Regions from separate parts of the Sus scrofa genome. Here region 1 is linked to region 2. Evidence: chromatin contacts called from public HiChIP or PLAC-seq data. All regions are on one chromosome and are shown on one strand. The core of a region is the stretch at or near the end of the contact, and the rest is flanking DNA. Distances in the headings are between cores, read along the strand shown.

Evidence for each region. HiChIP or PLAC-seq counts read pairs in DNA pulled down with a chosen protein or histone mark.
Region 1: a contact with region 2 is called in an H3K27ac HiChIP or PLAC-seq map of alveolar macrophages. The contact joins the promoter of PLXNC1 here to the promoter of LOC110260797 in region 2. A contact is called at or near these places in 1 of 47 Hi-C or Micro-C datasets (embryonic fibroblasts) and 1 of 2 datasets of contacts at active chromatin or transcription factors (alveolar macrophages).

Annotation. Positions count from the first base shown.
Region 1 is chr5:89,054,205-89,059,395 of Sscrofa11.1, forward strand. It overlaps PLXNC1 (plexin-C1), which reads right to left and starts at 1,633. Exons shown (of 31, transcript XM_021092759.1): 1 at 463-1,633. The coding sequence starts at 1,521.
Region 2 is chr5:88,767,656-88,772,983 of Sscrofa11.1, forward strand. LOC110260797 reads right to left here and starts at 3,254. Exons shown (of 3, transcript XR_002344257.1): 1 at 2,492-3,254. It overlaps CEP83 (centrosomal protein of 83 kDa), which reads left to right and starts at 3,051. Exons shown (of 18, transcript XM_021092763.1): 1 at 3,051-3,538.

The DNA of each region.
Region 1 (5,191 bases), core at 383-2,882, 280 kb after region 2:
TGGCAAGTCCTTTAGGTTCCATGGCTTCTCTGCCTAGGGCACCGCGTCTGGAAACCAGGTTGGGGAAAAGGGTCCAAACGACACGCCAACTAACACAGACCACACACACCTGAGGAAGCGATCAGGGACGGGCGGGGGAGCTGCCTGGAGAGGCTCAGACCCAAACAAGCGTTTGAACAAGGAGGGCAGTGGGCTGGAGTCAGCAGAGTTGTAGAGCCGAACTCCTACCCTCTCCACCTCCCTTCATGACACCATCTTTGGGGACCTCTGCTTTAGAGCCACCCGAGGTCTCGGAGACCACGCGAGAAGGGCCGTCGGGCTGCCCGCAGGCTGTGTAGATCAGAGCCCCGCGAAATGCCCACCCTCTCCCTCCCTCTCTGCCTCGCCGGCGGCTCAGCTGCCCGGGCGCTCCCCGAAGCGTCGCGGCCGGGGAACGGAGGGGGGCGGAGAGGCAAGACTTACGCAGTGGTTCTCGGCCTGGAAGTCCCAGCTGCAGGTTCTGGTGCGCGCCTGGATCTCACGCATCCTGAAGAGGCAGAGTGCCGTGGTGGCGGGGGAGCGCCTCTCCTGGCCCTCTCCGGTGGCCGCGCTGAACACGCCCGCCCAGACGTCCAGGGCCTCCACCAGGCTGGAGGAGAGCAGCAGGCGGCGGCCGTCGGGGTGGCCGTGGCCGCAGTCGAGGGCCGCCTGGCCCTGGAACAGCACCTCGTTGCTTTTGGCGATGCGCGCCATGCTGGGCCAGCCGGTGGCGGCGCCGCTCGTGTAGTTGTAGGGGTAGTAAGGGAAGTAGACGCTGCCGTTCCAGAGGAAGGCGTCCACGAAGTGCAGGCTGCCCCCGCCCTCGCGCAGCCTGAGGCGTCCCAGCTCCTGCGTGGCCAGGCTGCGCCCCTCCGTGTCCTTGAGCGCGATGGCCATTCCGCGGTCGGACGCTGCGGGGTTGCAGCGGCTCGCCGTCTCGGGCTCGGGCAGCACGTAGGTGGCGGCCACTGCCAGGTACCAGCGGTTCTGCGGGCCCGCGCGGTACACGACGCCGGCCGTCGAGCCCTGCGGGTGACACGACACCACCTCGGTGCCGTTGCGCAGGGAGCTGCGGCTAAGATTGCCCAGAGGTCGCACCTCGCAGGCGCCCCTGTCGAAGGTCCAGCCGGTGAGCAGCAGCCCCCCGAGGCCGGCCGCCCCCTCGCGGTAGGGCAGCAGCAGCTTGCTGAAGCTGCTCCCCGGCCGGGGCCGCGCGGGGGGCGTCAGCGGGACCGGCTCCGTGCAGTTCCCCGCTTGGTCCCGGTACAGGCGCGAGAGCCGGTGCTCCAGGCTGTAGTCCAGCTGGTCCAGGCAGCTGCCGCTCGCCACGAACACGCCGTCCGCCCGGCTCGCCGCGATGGCTCCGATGGCTTGCTCCGACCGCCACACGGGCTCGTCCGCGCCCCGGCCGGGCGCCGCGAGCGCCAGCAGATAGGCTAGCAGGGGCAGCGGCGCGGCGCGGCGCGGGGGGCGCGGTGATGCCTTCCTCCGGGAGAGCTCCATGGGGCTGGGGGGGCCGCCCCCGGGCAGGGCGCGCGGCGGCGACCGCGGCGGCTCAGGCGCGCGGCGACGGAGACGCGGGCGGCGGCGGCGGCGGCTCCTGCGCGCGCTCGGGCTCCTGCGGCCGCCCCATCCCCGCGGCTCGCCGGGGAAAGGGAGCGGGGAGGGCGGCGCGCGGCGGGCTCGCTCCGGCAGCCTGTGTGGCAGCAGCAGCGGCGGCGGCGGCGGCGGCTGCAAGCCCTGCGCGCTCTGGCGCCGCTTCCTCCTCGCCCTCCTTCTCCGGAGAGTTCCTCTGTGCAGCGCTGGCGCTCGAGGGGAGGCGCGGAGGGGAAGGGAGGGGACGGGCGGAGGGGAGCGAGACAGCCGGGGAGGGCTGGAGAGGTTGGGTGCGCTTGAGCGTTTCACTTTCCCATTGTGAAAGTGGGATGCAACTGGCCCCCTTCCTCATCCTCTTCCTCCTCCGCCCTCCGCCTTCTGGCCGCCCGCCCTCCCTCCACGCCCATCTCCCCTCCCCTCTTGATTCGGTGAGATAGGGAGGAGGGAGGTCTCGTAATTTGGGTTACTGTGTAGGTGGCCTCTTTCATCTATTCATAACAAAGCTGAGCCGCCTGCCGCGGCCGCCACGGCCGCCACCATCGCCCCTCCGCCCGCCCGGGGCTCCCGGGGCGCGCTCACAGGGCACCGAGCTGGCTCCTGCGCCTGTCCGCCGCGGGGCTGCTCCAACGCTTGGGTTTTGTTTACGAGAGCAGCGGGGGAGGAATACGCCAGGCTCGGGGAACTAGGACCCAGGGCGCCAAGGGCTTGCAGCTGAGGCCCGGGGCTCGGGTCCCTGGGAAGCTGCGAGGGCGGCTGACAGGTGTGGAGCGGCGGGAGGGAGGCCCTGGGGAGGAGCGCGGGAGACGTGGACTAGCAGGAGGCTCAAGGGGCCGAGGCCCCCCCGGTGACAGGGGGTGGGTTTCCCCGAGTCAGAGGAGTGACGTGGAGGGAAGGCAGGCGCCAAGATTCTGGTTCTGGACAATCCCTGGGGCCGGAGCTCCCATATTTGAAAAGGGTCTCTCATCTCCCTTGGTAACGGAGTCCCAGGCTCTCAAACCTAGCGCTTAGAAAGTTCCACTCATCATCTAGCCTGAAGGATCATGGCTAATATTTATCGAGCACTTACTGCGTGCTGAGTCCTGCTGTAAATTCACCACATGGATTAAGCCTCATTTGCGACCCGTAATAACCCCATTCGTTACCATCGTCTCCATCTAGTAGTGAGCAGAATGATCATGCAGAGGTGATGGAACTTGCCGGGGGTCCCACCGCTGGTAAACAACAGAACTGAGATTCGAATTCCTATCTGGCTCCAGGCACGCTGACACCGCTCCCTCTAGCCAAGTGCCACCTGTGGTCGTTACAGTCTTACCTGCAGAGGATTCTCAGCAGGGGGGACTGAAAATTTCCCCAGGTGAAACGTTCCCATCTACCTCGCCCCGCCCAGCCTTCTAATCCTAAGAGTCAGGTACTGTTATTTCCCTAGGTTCCCCCCTCTGCTCCTTTCCCATTTTTTTCCTTTGGACTCTCGGAGGGCTCACCAACTCACCTGGGGAAGTGAATACCCGCTGGGTTGCCCCCGAAGCCCCCAAGAATTTCTGGAGCACAGTGAATACCTAAATTATTTACACCTGGGCAGAGGGTCCTGCTTTCTCAGGAGGCGGCCCCAGAGGATGCACAGAGCCTCCCAGTGACCTCAGGCAGCAAATAGCACCACTAGCTCCCTAAGTCTGGCAGGTGATCCAGGAGGTGCAACACCGGGCCCCCGAGGAACACTGTGCACCCGTAGGAAAGGCTCTCTGTGCCTTCGAAAGTTATTTCCAGACCAGAGGCCCCAGGGAGGGTAACTGGTTGCGGCTCCTTTCTTCCTTCCCTTCCCAGTTCTGAAATTCTAGAGGGACTCTGTTTGGGGGGGGGGTACATGGGCTTCCTCCAGATGCTGAGCCCTCCTGAAGGAGCAGCTGTTGCAGGTTTTAAACTTCTACTACAGGGCTCCGAGTTCTCTTCAGAGCTGAGAGATCCTTCAGGGGAAGGTCTGGAAGGTTTAAGGAAAGGAGAATGAGGGGAAGCAAGAAGCAGACGAGACTCTTGAGAGTTTCAGCCCGAGACCTGCGGGAACACGCTCGCATCATTCCAGCAGCGGCTCCCATCTTCTGGATCCAGAGGGGCCGTCTTCCCATTCATCATTTCCTTGTTTGAAATTGGGTATCACTATCTTTGCCTCTGCCAGGGAGGCAGCGCACGCTTCCCGACGAGCGGTCAGGTCTCTCCTTCTGCTGTGGTGACGGTGCTTGGGGTGCTGGTGAGGCGAGAGGAGGAAGAAAGGAAAGATCTAGAGGCACCTGGTCGCTGTGAATCAAGAGCCCTCAGGCCAGGCAAAACCAAGGCTCTCTCCGCTTGAAAATCATCAGGCCTCACACCCCCATTCCTGATGCACCTGAAATGTTTTAAGAATGTTGGCACTTGCTGGAAATGGAAAAAGTGGCATCCAAGAAGCATCTGCAGAAGCCCAAAGAACCCTTCACTGCATAGGAGGGGATGCATGTGCCAGTATTTTGACAGTGTTCCCCAGGAACGACGATGAAACACAGTCATCTTCACTGCCGTCCTGAGCCTGTGGTGGCAGTGTTGTTATGTGCGGAGAAGCAGCCGTTCAATTCCATTCTGGTGATGGGTTTACTTCACTGGTAGCCAAGTGATTTCTCTAAGTCCTGCAGAGTTGGTACAGTCAGGAGCAGACCATCTCGGGAGCTATTCGGATTAAACCTACTCCGCGGTGTGGCCTTTCGAGCACTACGAAATTCATTTTGGCCTCAGTCTGAAAAAGAAACAGCCTCTTAAAAAACACGACGAGCAAGATGCAGAAGTGGCTTTGATGCCTACCGCGTCTTGCCATTCCACTGGGACCATGAGCCCCGCTCTTGAGAGCAGGCTTCTTTTTTCCCCCATGTAATTGTATGCAGGCTCCTACAGTGAAAGAAATCTGAATCTGTGCCGATTTTTTGGCATGAAAACTGTAGGCAACTAGGGAGCATATTAATGTGTTCTTTGCAGCCTCGACCCCGTTTGGTACAAACATGTGTGCCCCTTTCCAATTTTCCTGTGTACTAAAGCTCCACCTTCAGGACACAAGTTCACATTCGATAACTGTGGGAAACATGAACAACCGAAATAACTATCGAGGCCTGTGGATTCCTTTTTTTTTTTTTTTTTTTTTTTTTTGTCTTTTTGCCATTTCTTGGGCCGCTCCCGCGGCATATGGAGGTTCCCAGGCTAGGGGTCGAATCAGAGCTGCAGTCACCGGCCTACACCAGAGCCACAGCAACGCGGGATCCGAGCCGCGTCTGCAACCTACACCACAGCTCACGGCAACGCCGGATCGTTAACCCACTGAGCAAGGGCAGGGACCGAACCCGCAACCTCATGGTTCCTAGTCGGATTCGTTAACCACTGCGCCACGACGGGAACTCTCCTTATGTTCTTGATCGCTTTCTCTTGGACACCGCCGTCTGGCCAAGGGTGCGAGTCCCGTCGGTGACCACATGCCCACCCCCAGCTGCTGGAGCCCATCATGTTGGGTGTCGTGTATCGCACATCAGGAACTCCTTGCAACACGACGGGCTGAAACCCAACAAAG
Region 2 (5,328 bases), core at 2,004-4,503:
GTGACGGAAAGGGACTTATGGTGGTGTGGTAATTATTATCATGAGAGGCACACAGAGGGCACACAGGAAGGATACTCAGTCCAGTCGTGGCAGTCAGAATCCTGGTGTCCAAGGGATAAGTTCGAGTTCTCAACTCTAGGTAAATTAATCAAACCTATCGACAGTTAGAAAGGTGAGACCTAGATCCCCCCAGTAATTATTTCACACTGGTTTATCCACCTGTGAGGGTCTATAGTTAACTGTCGCCCGCTCCCCTGGCATATGTTTAGTTAAAACAAAATTTTGTTTTTATAAAAATGATATATTGATTACGAACAATTCAAATGAGAGAAAAGTCCAAAAGATAAAATAAAAATCAGCGGCATTTTGTCCGACATCCTTCCTTTTTGTATTTACCTTCACTTACATACACATACATACTCATGTTGGGATGACACTATTCATGCTAAACTGTATTCTGCTCTTTTTTTTTTTTTTGGTCTTTTTGTCTTTTGTCTTTTGTTGTTGTTGTTGTTGCTATTTCTTGGGCCGCTCCCGCGGCATATGGAGGTTCCCAGGCTAGGGGTTGAATCGGAGCTCTAGCCACCGGCCTACTCCAGAGCCACAGCAACAGGGGATCCAAGCCGCGTCTGCAACCTACACCACAGCTCACGGCAACGCCGGATCGTCAACCCACTGAGCAAGGCCAGGGACCGAACCCGCAACCTCATGGTTCCTAGTCGGATTCGTTAACCACTGCGCCACGACGGGAACTCCTGTATTCTGCTCTTTTTGGAGAAAAATCTACACACTATGGACATGTTTTTGTGCAAATAAAGAGATTTACATCATTTTAATATCTCAAGGGTATTTCATTCTCTGTTGGTACTATAAAATATTTAACTGATCACCTAGTGATGGTAATTATGTTTTTTCTAGAAGCATCTATGATAAAAAGGAGTGAAGAACATCCTCACAAATCTGTTTTTTAAAATTTTTTTAGAGCAAGTGACTAGGAAATGAGGTTGTTGGGGCAAAGGCTAATGCTTATGTTAAACTTTGGTAAACATAGGTGTACCGATTTCAATTTCACACCAATCATACAGGACAATAATTGTAAACCCATTTCACTATCTACAATGAGAGACAAAAAGGATGTTTGGAAATTGAACATCTTTTCATTTGTTAATTAGATGTTTTTCTGGGCTTGGGATGTTCCATTGATATCCTTTGCCAATTTTATTTATTGTGTTGTCTTTTTTTTTTTGTCTTTTTGCCATTTCTTGGGCCGCTCCTGCGGCATATGGAGGTTCCCGGGCTAGAGGTCGAATCGGAGCTGTAGCCGCCAGCCTACGCCAGAGCCACAGCAACGCAGGATCCGAGCCGCGTCTGTGACCTACACCACAGCTCAACGCAGGATCCGAGCCGCGTCTGTGACCTACACCACAGCTCACGGCAACGCCGGAACCTTGACCCACTGAGCAAGGGCAGGGATCAAACCCGCAACCTCATGGTTCCTAGTCGGTTTCGTTAACCACTGCGCCACGACGGGAACTCCTTGTGTTGTCTTAAAGTTGATATTCTATGAGCTTTTTGTGTTTTAGGAATATTTTTCCTTCTTTTCCCACATGATACAAATTTACTTTCCATTGGTTATTATTTGTGTTTAGATTATAATTCTGTGCGTAGATTAGAATCTTTATGTGGTCAATTTTTATCAATTTTTTTCTTTTACGGTTTCTGGTTCTTGCTTCATACTTGGAAAAGCCCTTTCTCAGCTCAAGATTATAATCACCTACATTGCCTGATAGTATTTTTATGTTTCATTCTTTACGTTTAAATTCTTGATTCATCTGGTATTTAGTAAATGAAACATGGAAAGCCTGACCTCAGGGTTTAGTGATCCCTGAGATAACCTTTTTCCCACTGACCAATGATCTGTAACATGTGGTTTACTGATACCAACGTTACCAATGGCTTTGAGTAACGTTGCAAAAATCATAGTAATTGCACCTATCTTACAGACAGTTCAGTAAGAGAAACTGAAAAAGGGCTCCAGTAGTTAACAGTAAGTGCTCGGCAGCTATGAGCTACTATTATTATATTAAACACGCATGCATTGCTTCCGTATTCTATATTCTGTTCACTGGTATCTCCCTCATCTAGGAGATCCATCAATACTCCAGTACCCAACTCACTGTCCCATATAATTGCTCGTCTCTCATTTCTACAAAAAAGGTCGTCTCTCCGTCGCCCTTCTCATCCTAACACAGCCTGGACACCCTGGAGGAGGGGGGTGGCGGCGGGAAGAAGCTGTGTCACACGGTGTAAGACAACTCAACCAAGGCTCGGGACAAACGTGGGGGAAGGGAGGGTAGCTCCATCTCCTACCTCCCTCTCGGAAAGGCTGAACTCCTACCTTCTTTCAGCCCTCGGCATCGAACTGTGGCTCTCAAAAGCTCGTCCCTGTCTTCCAACTCTAGTTTGCAACCTAAAGTCGTTCACCACGTACCCAGAGTGGGGTCTGGATCGGGAGGCGCCGGGAAGCACTCGCGCCCAGGCCGGGTCCTGACCTGGCCGTTTGCTCTCCGGCTGCGCCGGCTCCCCACGCGTGGGCCGAGGCGCCACGGCCGGCGTGCAGGCAGGAGACCTCGGGACCCATGACCTCTGCACGGTCGGCACGAAGGCACGCGGGGGAGGCGGCAGGAGCCCTCAGGGAGGAAAAGAGGACGGAGAGAGCCGGGAGAGGGAAGAAGACGCGCGAAACGGAGGGAAATCCCTCGAGACGCGGCGTGGGGAGGCGGCGAGGGAGAGCGGCTTCCCGCTCCACCGCGCGCGTCACGCAGACTCCCCGGAGCAAGTGCCGGCCCCCAGCTGTGCAGCTCCTTCAGCTCAGAGCATCTCTGCGGGTCCCCAGAGCCCTCTCGGAGTACCGCCCAGCGGCGGCGTTCCCGCGCGGCCCTCGCAGCTCCCGCCTCAGCCCGCTCCCCTCCTCCCCTTAACCGCCTCCGGCCGCGGCCAGCGTCCGTGACGTCGGCGTGGGGGCGGGACTTCCTGCTTCGCGCGCCCGGAGAGCTCCCGAGAGACTCCGCCCCGCCGGGTTTGAGGGGCGGCGGGCGGCAGGCCGAGGGTGGCTTCCTGGCTGGATTTCGGCTCTGGCCCCGGCCCCGCACTCTTGAGAAGTCGCGTCCACCGAGGAGGAGCGGGGCTTTTCTCCACCGCCGCCGCGGCCGCCACCCTCTCCGCCCTCGGCGCTCTCCTGGGCTAACCCCCATTTCCCCCGGGGTCCGGAGCCCGGCGGGCGCCCTCGGCGCTCCTCCTCCTGTCCCTCCTCTTCAGCTTGCGCCGCGAGCGGCCGCCGAGACCTCGCCAGGCGTGGCGGGCGGGGCGAGCTCCCCGCGTGCCGGGCCGCCTCCAGGGGCCCCGATGCCCCCGCGGGGAGAGTGTAGAGGGTGCCTGTGGCTGGAGCGGTGGAGGTGTCCTCCTGGCGAGTGCGGCCACAACACCGGTCACTGTTAAGATTGCTGCACGCACGTTGCAAGGACCGTGGGTGAAGCTGGTACGTAACGCCCCCTTGTCCGTGGTTTAGAATGCTCGAGTCTTTTTTCTTCACAACTTGCCCTTGAATTCTTCTTTTGCTATTTTCGTAAAGCAGTTGGAGCGAGTGTTAGAGAAGTAGGCTGTGCGAATGCTCTGCAGCCAGTTAAATGCACGTGAAACTCTTTACGGAGCTTTAATGCTTTTCAGCGTGGTGCTTGCGTAGACCCAACTTAAAAACTGGCTGAACGTATCCACATTCAGTGGTGAAAAAAAATGATGCTACTACCATTTTCATTGCCCCCGAAGACGATTCTAACAGTGACGTTGGCCGTCGCTACAGAGCTGATGTTAGAGTATGTGAGTGCATGCTTGAGTGGACACTTGGGTCTATACTTAGTGTCGAAGACTAAAATACATGGCTACTTACCTCCTAAAAATGCCCACTTCCAGGTATTGTAAAAGCTTAGTTGTAGTGATGAAATTGTTTCAGTAAAACCTCGAAGTTGTCCAGGATAACAAGAAACTTGCACTTAGTTTCTCATGTGTAGTGTATAGTTCATGTGTCCAGACTTCGAGCACAAAACACTTGGGTAGGTCTAAAACTGAGTAGGTTGTTAAAGCACTGCTTCTGTTACCAAGCAACATCTCTGTAAACAAGCCTAATATTCAACTAGAATATAATTAAATGTAGCTAGCCTACAATTATCCAGATTCAGAATTCTGTAAATTCATGGGTTTAACCTCTCGGTGGTTACAGTTCATACTCACTTTCTGTACTGAGCCGTGATTTCAAACTCATTTTGTTTAGAATTATTAGAATGCTTTAAATTGCAGAGTCGTGTAGGACTCTCCAGAGAGTTGCAAATGGATATGAGTTACCCTTTGATTTTTGGGGGGTCGGAGTATGTGGGGTGCTCTCCTTTCTTTGAGATGAAGTATGGTTGTATTCAGGAGTTTTATCAAATCAGGTAACAGAGCATTGGGAGATTTGAAACCCTTATTGTCCACAGGTGGTGTTTAAACCTTAGTGTAGTCAATATCCTCACCCTTTCTCTACTTACTGAACCCTTAATGATATTATTTGTATGGCAATTACAGGCATACTCTGCAGATACCATGATTTTGGCTTCAGACCGCTGCAATAAAGCGAATTACGGGAATCTTTTTGTTTTCTAGTGCATTTAAAGATTATATTTACGCCATACTGTAGTCTTAAATGTACTGTAGCATTATGTTTTAAAAAAAAATACTTACTTAAAACTACTTTATTGCTAAAAATGCTAACCATCGTAGGACAACACAGGGTTCACACAAACCTGCATATGTCAAATAGGCACTGTCTGAAATGCAGTAAAGTGAAGCACAATGGAATGATTATGCCTGTAGTTAGTTTTTAGACCACTTTTTCGTGGTATTTTGAATGCAGTACCCCTTCAAGTATATAAGAAAGTAGTTGAGAACATTTGAGACCCCATGAGACTAAAAGACTTCATTGAAATCAAACTGTTAGTACTGGGAATTGGAACTTTTAAGGGTTATGTTCTTTACAGCATGCCCTAACTATTTAAAAAATCCTATGAGTCAGTTTAGTCCTTTACTGCCCTTTTCTTTCCTGCATGCTGATGTTGCAGTAATGAAATATTCAGGCAAAACAAGCAAAGAAGAAAAATCAAGAATGACTCATGTTGTGTGATAAAATCCTTAGTAATCAGAGATCAGCATTTTGTCATGGGAAGTTCTAATTAAGAAAGCTTAGAAGAATGAAGAGGTCCTGTCGTGGCACAGGGGAAATGAATTTGACTAGGAACC